Regions from separate parts of the Sus scrofa genome. Here region 2 is linked to region 1. The links are chromatin contacts, called in public Hi-C maps. All regions are on one chromosome and are shown on one strand. Each heading gives the region's core, a stretch centred on a gene start, on an enhancer-like site or on the middle of the called end of the contact. The rest is flanking DNA. Distances are from core to core; before and after follow the strand shown. Region 1 holds the start of PPP6R3 (serine/threonine-protein phosphatase 6 regulatory subunit 3). Region 2 holds the start of NDUFS8 (NADH dehydrogenase [ubiquinone] iron-sulfur protein 8, mitochondrial).

Region 1 (4,726 bases), core at 1,458-3,957:
TTTCGGTCCTAATCAAGAGCACAGGGTCCACCTTATATTTCAGGTTCTTTAAAGCATCATGTTGTTATAGGTGCCTTTACGGTCCTGGGGTCCCTGCAGGCTGTCCCATGCTCCTGTGTCGGGCCCCAGGGGCCAGCTCCTCTGGCTCTGAGATACTCCTGCAGCACAGCCTTGCTGCTCTGGCTCCAAAACCGTTCTTTCTAAAGTGTAGCCAGCCCTGAATGCACCCTTCCGTTGCTCTGAAACTTTTCCCGGCCCTGCGTGGCTGAGGATAAACCCCAAGTTCCTTCGATGATCTCATTCTTTCCCCCTAGACTTGCGATCACCTGGACCTGGTCCTCCAGCTGGTGAGCCTCCCCTGCCACCTGCTCCTGCACTCCGCCCTCCCCCCCCCCCCGCCCCTGCCCAGTCACCTGTATTTGGGTCCCTCCCCCTCCCCCTCTGCACCAAGCACTTAGTCTCCATCTTGGTGGCTGTGTGGCCTTGGGCGAGGCACCAAGCCTCTCTGCGCAGCAGAATCAATGCACCCAACTTCTGCCCCTGGTGGCTGCCTCCCTAGAGGCCCAGTACCCTTTACAGGATGGACACAAGTTGGTAGATCACCAGCACTTTACAGATAAGACCTGGACAGCCAGGGAGCTCAGGTCGCCCAGCTGAGGTCACTCAGCCAGTGTGGGCCACAGCCGAGGTCTGAATGCTTTCAGGGTCTCAGTTACCTAACACATAAATGGGGTGATGCTCCTGTTCTGGGACTACCAGCAACGAACTCCTTCCAGAACTTCTGCCTCTAGCCACAGGCTCTGCGGAAGGAGTGAGCTGGGGGAGGGGCCTGTCCACCCAATTCCAGCTGGGCTCCCATTTTCTCTGCCTTTGGCTTCGGCGCTCAGAGAACCTGAGTCGGTGGGGTGGAGGGAGCCTCCGGCCTGGGCAAGTGGGGTGCAGAGAACTGCGTCTGGAAGGCAGCCCAGTGGCCAAAACTGCTGGTGTGGCCATCCGCTACCCCCAGTGGCCAAGCTCTGTCACATGTCTCAGGCCTGGGAGGTCCTCTGGGGAAGCCCCACAGGGAGCCTGTCTCCCCTCCCTATTTTTAGTCTTTTTAGGGCCTCACCTACAGCATGTGGAAGTTTCCAGACAAGGGGCTGCCAGTGTATGCCACAGCCACAGCCACACCAGATCCTTAACCCACTGAGTGAGGCCAGGAATAGAACCAGTGTCATGCATCCTAGTCGGATTCTTAGGCCCCTGAGCTACAACAGGAACTCCCTGCCTCCCCTCCTTGGGCCTGAGAGGCCATCTCTGCCCAAGCCAGTGTCACGGGAGAGACCTGCTGGCAGGCAGACCTCCCTGCCCCGAGCCCTCATTCTGACTCTCCCCTGAGCACCGGTGCTGGTGATTTCCCCCTAGGCAGGGTGGCACTGGTCTCAAGGCCCGGAGACCCGGTCACTTCGGACACTTCCTCTCCCGCCCCGTGTCTCTCTCAGAACAACCCAACCTGTTCCAAGGCCCCACCTTGGGGTCTCAGGTCTCCGGGAGTTAGCGCAGAGCTCTGCTCTCGCTGTCCTGAGGGTCGGATTGCCTCCGGCTCAGGAAGACCCCACCACTCTGTGACTGGAGGAGTCTGACGTCAGAGCCGGGACCCTCTGCTCCCCACGCACCCCCGCAGGCTGGGCATAGACTAAGTGCACACTAGGGCTGCCCACGAGCACTAGTGCCCCTAGCACTCTCTCCCCCGCAGCGGGCCCCGCAAGCCTCCCCCCACCGCATGCAGTTGATTTACACGTGACCATACACGGCGTTTTGCCGGCTTTTAGGAAGGAGGCCGCATCTCCAAGCGTCGGCTCTCTCTGGGGTGGCTCTCTTTAGGAGCAGGGGGCGGGGGGAGATGGCTGAGTGGGCTGTCTCGGGGAGGGCGGGGAGTGGCAGGGCGCCAGAGGAGAATTTTGGGAGAAGCTCGCGTGTCAATCCTTCCGCAAGGCAAAACGAGGACTCCTATCTTCCCGCAATCTGGTCCCTCGCGGAGGCTGGGGAGTCGGCGTAAGCTGTATGGGACTCCCCACCTTCACTCTGATAGACTCCCAGTGCGGGCACCCAGGGAAAGGAGCGTGACTTTGACCAGGAAAGTCCCACACCCCCCTTCTAAAAGTCTACAGTGGAGAATGCGGGCATCGATCCCGCTACCTCTCACATGCTAAGCGAGCGCTCTACCACTTGAGCTAATTCCCCAACCCTGGCTAATTTCCGCCGCCGAAACACATTGTGGCTCACGTCATCACCGGTTTCCTTCAGGCCCTCGGGCCCGCCTGCCCGCCCTCCGGTCTTGGTACCCCATTGGTTCCCTTGCAGTTCCCATCTCTATGGCCATGATTGGTTTGGCTCATTTTAGTTTTAAAAAGCATTGGCTATCGGATTGGTGGTCCGAAGCGTCGGTCAAGCGGAGGCCCTGCTGTTGCTACGGCGTAGGGGGACCCAGCCAGGTTTCTCTCGGTTTCTGATTTGTTTCTCCAGACTCCCGGGTCCTAGAGGTTCCGGAACCGTCAAGTCCATGGGAAAAGGATGAGCCCCTCTCGCTTGACTGACGAGGTCTGCCAGCCAATCGGCGTGCGTGCAACGGGGCCGCAGGGTGATCCAATAGGTTACAGGGGGCGGGAGAGGGAGGCCAATGAGCGCGGGACTGGGGGCGGGGCCAGGGCCATGATTGGCCGTGAGGCGGCCGGAGGGAGGGCGGGGGGAACTCAAGGCCTGCTTGATACGTCCGCCATTTTGGGCGCTTCGCTGATGGTGTCGGTGAGCGCGTTTCCCGCCTGAGCGCAACTAGCGGCGAGTCGCGGGCACCTCCAGGTAATGAGGGGGAGGGGGCGGCGGAGCGGGCCGTCGCGCGGGGTGCGCGGCGCGCGGGCGGCGGGGCGGCCCCTCCGCCCGGCCTCGGCGGCGCGGGGAGGGAGCGTCCCGGCCCCCTCCCCTCCCCCCCGGAATTCGCCGCTCCGCGGCCGGGGAGGCGCGGCGCCCCGGCTCCGGGGCCGTCCCCGCCCGCGCCTGTCAGCCGCCCGGCTCGCCCGCTGCGGGCCGCGGGGGCCGCGCCGGGCCGGGCGCCGAGGCGGGACGAGGGCCCGGCGGCGAACTTTGCGCCCGCGCGGACGTCCGCGGCCTGGCGCGGCGGCGACCGGGCGCGCCCCTAGCCCGGCGGGGCCCGCTCCGCCCCGGCCGGCGGCCCCGAGCGCCGCCCGCCGGCCCCGGAGAACTTCGCTGGGCGCGGGCCCCGGAGCGTGTCAAGTTAAGGCGGCCGCTCGCCGGAGCCTCGCGAAGGCCATTGTTGGACTCCGCTCTCCGGGAAACAAGTTCTGTGGGTTTCTGCTCCTTCGCCGCAGAGTCATCGGAATACGCAGAGCCGGGCCCGGAGTATTTAAATCTCCTTCCGAGCGATTTTTTTTCCACTCCGGTGCTGCGACTCCAGCGTAGACCTGGTCGCGAAGGTCTCCCTGGCGAATATGAGCTTGCGGGGGGCTGGGGGGTGGTCCTTCTTTCGGCAGCAAGAACCTCCCTCTTAAAGAAGCTCTCTCGCCGTTAACTTGGAGGGGTTTCCTCCTCCGTCCCGCCTGCTCTCGGCACAACTTGGACCCTTGGTTGTGCGTAGACCGAGCGAGTCCTTGGAGGTCCCTGTGTGTCCTGACGTCTCAGCCTCAGAGCTTCGTGCAGTGCTCTCGATTCTTACTTTCTCCGTGGGTCGGGTCGAGCTTTGTTTATATTTTGCTTTTATGGGAGGGGCACTTTCGTCCTCGCCGCACTTGTTAACGAGGCTCTTGTCGTATTTTGTGAACGGGAGGCTTACTTGGGTTTTGTCCTCAAGGTCAAGTTGCAGGTAGGCAGCCAGTGGGAAAGCGAGTCCAGGTTTCCAGCCGCTGGAGTCTCCTAAGTGGTGCTGGTGCCTGCGCTCTCTTTGCTCTCGAGTTAGACTGCCTGGTTTCACATCTTGGCTTCATCACTTTCTTCACTGCTGCTTCTGTAACTGTGTCTGCCTCCTGAGTTTGCCAGGAGTAAATGAGTTAATACGTGTAAAGCAGCTACAAATGGTGCCTGGCACGAAGAATCAGCTTAGAAATTAATGGCTATTATTAGGTTTGATGTTTTAAATATTTATATACCATTAGGAAGGTAAATGAGTGTTTTCAGTCCTGGCTTTGGGCGAGTGTCTTTAGAAAGGTCTGTGTATTTAGAGTCATTTGGGCTGAGACAGTGACCTGGAAGTGTATTGTAATTTTTTTCAGGGGAGGAGTGGTTGAAGATTCGTTAAGTTGCAAACGTTTCCTGGAGTAATGAGCCCTGGTGCTTCAGAATGGTTAGTTTCAGAGATGGTTAAATAGGGAAAAGCTCCCCAGGAGCTCCAGTTGGATTCTCTTCCTGCTGTACTTTTGGATACTACTTCTGAAGTGTGATTGGCCCCCAAATCAATAGCTCCCGAGCTTCTCAGGGTACTCTTGGTTCTTACCGAGGCTCGGGAGGTTCCTGTGTGTTGAACTTCACTGTGTATGTGCTTCAGTGACGATAGTTTGGGCAATAACTGTTTTCCCGGAGGGGTGCTTTGGAAGCTGTTTTATATCTCAGTATATCTGATCAGGGAGTCTAGAATAGCTAACAAAATGCCATCCACTAAGTCACACATGTACTCCCAGGCTTTTAATTCCTGCCCTGTGCTCTTCTCTCTGGTGCTGGAACCACGCTCGCCTCCCCC
Region 2 (4,726 bases), core at 1,154-3,653, 340 kb before region 1:
ATTCAGTTATACATTCTTTTGCAGCTCCTTTTCCATTACAGCTTATTACATGATATTAAATACAGTCCCCGGTGCTATACAGGGGGGCCTTGTTTCCCTATTTTTTTAATTTTTTATTTTTTTTGGCTGAAGCTATGTGACATGTGGACGTTCCTGGGCCAGAGATCGAACCGAACAGAGTCACAGCAGTGACAAGTCCGGAGTCTTAACCCGCTGAGCCACAAGGGAGCTCCTATCTGACATATAGTAGTGTGTATCTGTTCATCCCCAATCCCCAATTCATCCTTCCCCGACCCTTGCTCACTCATGACCACTGTCTACCCATTTTGCTCCAGCACCTGGTGTCCTCAACATTTATTTGAGTGGCTGCTTGTTCGGGGCTAAGCCCTTTCCCCACAGCATCTCATGATTAGCCCCCTTTATAGAAGGGGAAACCAAGACGGGGTGAATTAGCCCAGCCAGGTCATACGGTGGGACTGGCAGAGCCCAGGTCTGTCTGACGTCCCCTCGGCTGGCCACTGGGGGCCTGACGGCCACACTCTCTGCCACCGGACAGGCGCCAGTGGGATGGGCAACTACCATGGCAAGTTCTCCTTCGACACTTTTTCCCACCACCGCACCTGCCTGTTGCGCAGTCCTGGGCTGGAGAAGATCTACGCCATCCGGTACCCACCCCATTCTCCACGCAACCTGAGGGTGCTGCTGACGGCCATGGAGACCCGCAGCTGCAGCTGCACCCTGCTGTGAGCCGGCTTCAGGCACCGGAGGATCCAGCACCCCTTCCAGCTCACCTGAGTCCTCTGCAGCCACGGCCACCTGGGGCTGGAGGAGATATGACTGGGGTCCTCGGCACAGGAGGAAAAGGCCGGGGCCAGTGCTTGCCCTCCTCTCTCCTGGGGTTTCTCTCTTTGAGAAGATGTCCCCCAGCTAGGATGGGTCACGGTGCAGGAGTGTGGGAACCAGTGCAGTAACCTGGCTGCCTCCTCCCACCCTGGCCACCTGTGTCCCCGGAGAGGAGGGTAGATGTGGGCACCTCTTGGCCACCACCCTTTCTGTGGCGGGTGCAAAACGGGCCCTGGCATCTGGCCCATGTCACGCTGTGGACGGGCTGTGACCGGGGTCATCCCTGCCCTCTCTGAGCCTGTCTCCCTGTCTGTGTACAGAGGAGGTAGCGAACAGCACCTCCAGACAGCACTGTGAGGATTAAATCTCGGAGCTGAATCGCTGACTCCAAGCTTCAGGTGTCCTGTCTCCTCACTTGGGTGGGTGAGGCTGCCCCCGTCGTCTCTCCCCCCACCTGTCCCTCCAGTTCAAGCTGATGAGACACCTGCAGCAGGACTCCCCTTCAGCTTGCGCCTCTTGGGAGCTCTGGATGTGCTCCCGTCCCCCAAGTGGCTGGCCCTGGGTGCCTTCCCCACAGCATATCCCAGCCTGGACTCACACGCTGCCCTGCCTGCCAATCCTCCTGGGCCCCAAGGCCCTGGCGTGGTCCCCCTCCACTCAGCCACCAGAGCCAAACTCCTGGGCCTCCTGCTGGATACTCCCTTCTCACCTCCCAGATCCCATCTTTGAACAATTCCAGATGATTCTATAATGCTGCCGAACTTCCCTGAGCCATACAGCAATCACTGTGCCCAGACCCAGCCCTTCTCCTCCGCAGTACCCACGTGGCCCTCAGCCTGACCCCCTTCAGAGGCGTGCTCTGGCCCACAAGTCTGGACCCTTAACAGTCCCTGGGAGGCCCCATGCGTGCCACCCTCTCCTTGTCCTCTTCAAATGCCCTCGAGGTGTCCTCCTTTTCGGGCAGACCTCTGCACTGACGCTGGGCATATCCTCTGGTCCTTCTTGTTCTGCCCAACTCCTCTTTACTGTCTGCTGGGACGGCACCTCCTCCAGGAAGTCCTCCCTGACCACTTTCCACTCCCTCCGACCCAGATGACCTAGGGGATCTTCTCGGCCTCCGGGGTCCCTCTGCCGCACAAGTCACTGGGAGGAAACACCGCTTTGGTGGCCGTTGAGGGACGGGGCTCCCGAGTCGTTTAGATCCAAGACCGTTGTGGCGGCCACACGCAGCAGCTCTAAGGCTTGGACCAAGTAATTACGCATGCCCGTGCCTCAGTTTCCCCATCTGTAAAGCGAGAACGATCGTTCCTTCACACAGGGCTCCGTGAGGATTAAATGAAACCGCTCGGGTGAAGTTTTAGCCCGGAGCAGGCACGGCTCCCGCGCGTAATCAAGCGCCGAGATTCTCGTCCCCGCTATCACATACCGCCCGCGGAGGCCGGGGGGGCGGAGGGGGGCGGGTACCTCTGGCCAGGATGCCCAGTCAGAACTGGAGCAGCTTCCCTAAACCACGCCTCGGATGTCCCGCCTCCAAGGAACCGGGAGTCCCGGTTCATCAGCCTCTTGAATCCAGCTCGGCGGCGCTCTACCGCACTTCGAGCGCCTGCTCTTCCCTAGCCAATCGGATTAAAGGTCGTCTTTGATCCCGCCTCTTTTGGCCGCATCAGCCAATCAGACCACACTATGAAGAGTCAGCGCGGAAAAGGCAAAGCCAGCCGGCCCAATGGAAGCGTCCCAGGAATGTAGGCTCCGCCTCTCGGTGGACCGGCCTCCTCCGCACGGGAAGGAGCGGCAGCGCTTCAAGGTGGGTGTTCGGGGCTCAATTGTTAAGGCCAGGTCTGGGCAGCGCGGCGTCGGGGGCGAGTGTGGAGCCCCTGCTGGCCCCGCTGGCTCCGCGCCCAGGCTCATCTCGGCCCGCCCAGGACCCGCAGCCTCCGTGCCCTTGAGCGTGCAGCGGGCGGATCGAGAGGCCCATACCCTCAGGGCGCAGGCGCCGCCCGCATCCGTGGGGTCAGAGGTCGTGAGGAAGGTCGGGGAAGGAGCTGGGTTGGGCTCCTGTCACTGAATTCGGCGGTCAAAGAAATGGGCCCTGTAGAGGTCACAGGTCACGGGAGGGGCACTTTTGAGCTCAGGCTAAGTGCCAGGCCCGGGGCTAAACCCTTGGCATCGTCGAGCTCCCGTTTCACAGACGAGAAAACCCAAGGTCACTGCAGGCTGGGAGACAGTTCCAGAAGGGCCTGGATGCTGGGGAAAGGAGTTGATCTGGAGGGTTATTTGAGCCTTTAAAGGGTTCCAGCAGGGGAGGCCTGGAGGTGTGAAGGGAGGGGTCTGGTCTGGGTTCACATCCTGGTCTCACCTCCTTAGGTGTGACTGTGGGCAGGTCACTTCACACGAGTGAGCGCAGCTTCTCATCTGTGCCTCCCTCTGGGGTGGGTGGGAGTCCTCCTGAGGACAAAGTGACAGTGCACGTGACCCCTAGCAATGTGCTTGGCACAGGGAGCTCTCAGTAAAGGCTGTTGGCAGTGTTATCTGCGTCCATCTGGAGGCTGGGAGGGGCTACACCTGGGAACGGGAAGGCTGCCTGTGCCTCTGATCAGAATGGGGTTGAGTAGGGGACAAGATGACGTGGTCGTGCTGGGTCAAGGGTCAGGGCTCCTGCAGTGCTGGAGTGCGGGGGTCTGGGGGGCCCTGTATGGGACCCACCTACACCTCCCTCCCTTTCACCCCCACAGATGCGCTGCCTGAGCACGCCCATGCTGCTGCGGGCCCTGGCCCAGGCCCAGGCTGCACATGCAGGTAGGACTCGGGGGCCTTTCTGGGGTTGGGGTTGGGTGCGGTACCACCTCTCAGGATGAGGTCGCAGCTGCACAGCGGAACCCCTCTCCTTGCAGGACATCCCAGCGCCCGGACCCTCCACAGCAGCGCGGTCGCAGCCACCTACAGTGAGTAGTCCTGGCAGGGCTCCCCCTCTCCCAGCCTTAGTTGCCACTCCGTAAAAGGAGGGTGGTGATCGAGATTGAATGTGGTCCATGGGAGCCGAGTCCGTCATTGCAGGGCGTTGGGGGGGCAGCCCTTCCCAGTGGCTACACAGTATTATTTCAGAGCTGCCCTGCCCTGTGCGGTTTGAGTCGGGAGCTGCCAGGTGTGAGCCTTGGGAGCCTGTGTTTGTTCATCGGGACCCCAGTACCCAAACCGCCTCCTGCCCCCATCACCTCCTGGCTTAGATGGCCACACAGGTGCAGGGAGAAGCCAGGGAGGACTGCCCAGGGCCAGAGGCCGGCAGGGGAGGGTTTGGTGAAAGAGCAGACCCCTGGGGGAGGCCAGGCTTCATCTCCCTGAGCTGGAGTCCTGGGGGAGGGCCTGTGTGAGGACCCCCTACGGCACTGCTGCTTTGCCCACCTCCCCTGCAGAGTTTGTGAACATGCGTGAGCCCTCGATGGACATGAAGTCGGTGACTGACCGGGCAGCCCAGACCCTGCTGTGGACCGAGCTTGTCCGAGGTGGGCCCCGGGGCAGAGGGGCGAGGTGGGCTGGGGATGGGCACAGAGGTGTTAGGGAAGAGAGGCCCTTCCCACCATGCCTGTGCTGCCCCCAGGCCTGGGCATGACCCTGAGCTACTTGTTCCGGGAGCCGGCCACCATCAACTACCCATTTGAGAAGGGCCCGCTGAGCCCGCGCTTCCGCGGGGAGCACGCGCTGCGCCGGTACCCATCCGGGGAGGAGCGTTGCATCGCCTGCAAGCTTTGCGAGGCCGTCTGCCCTGCCCAGGTGAGCCCCTGACCCCGCCTGACCGCCCAGCTCAGCCTCCACTGGGAGTGAAGTGGGAGCGAGGTGGGAGGCGCTGGGCCCTGAACTCTGGCCCCCCTGCTGGCTATGTGTTCTC

The links. A called contact is a pair of places that touch in the nucleus more often than the background predicts.
Region 2: a contact with region 1 is called in a Hi-C map of liver, with 8 times the contacts expected there. The contact joins the promoter of NDUFS8 here to the promoter of PPP6R3 in region 1. A contact is called at or near these places in 2 of 47 Hi-C or Micro-C datasets (heart right ventricle and liver) and 1 of 2 datasets of contacts at active chromatin or transcription factors (alveolar macrophages).

What each region holds. Positions count from the first base shown.
Region 1 is chr2:4,521,402-4,526,127 of Sscrofa11.1, reverse strand. PPP6R3 (serine/threonine-protein phosphatase 6 regulatory subunit 3) reads left to right here and starts at 2,707. Exons shown (of 26, transcript XM_021082696.1): 1 at 2,707-2,838. TRNAA-AGC (a tRNA gene) reads right to left here and starts at 2,223; the gene lies at 2,151-2,223.
Region 2 is chr2:4,865,069-4,869,794 of Sscrofa11.1, reverse strand. NDUFS8 (NADH dehydrogenase [ubiquinone] iron-sulfur protein 8, mitochondrial) reads left to right here and starts at 2,403. Exons shown (of 7, transcript XM_003122434.3): 1 at 2,403-2,647; 2 at 3,576-3,639; 3 at 3,735-3,785; 4 at 4,254-4,343; 5 at 4,439-4,611. The coding sequence starts at 2,567. It also overlaps a transcript of ALDH3B1 not described here.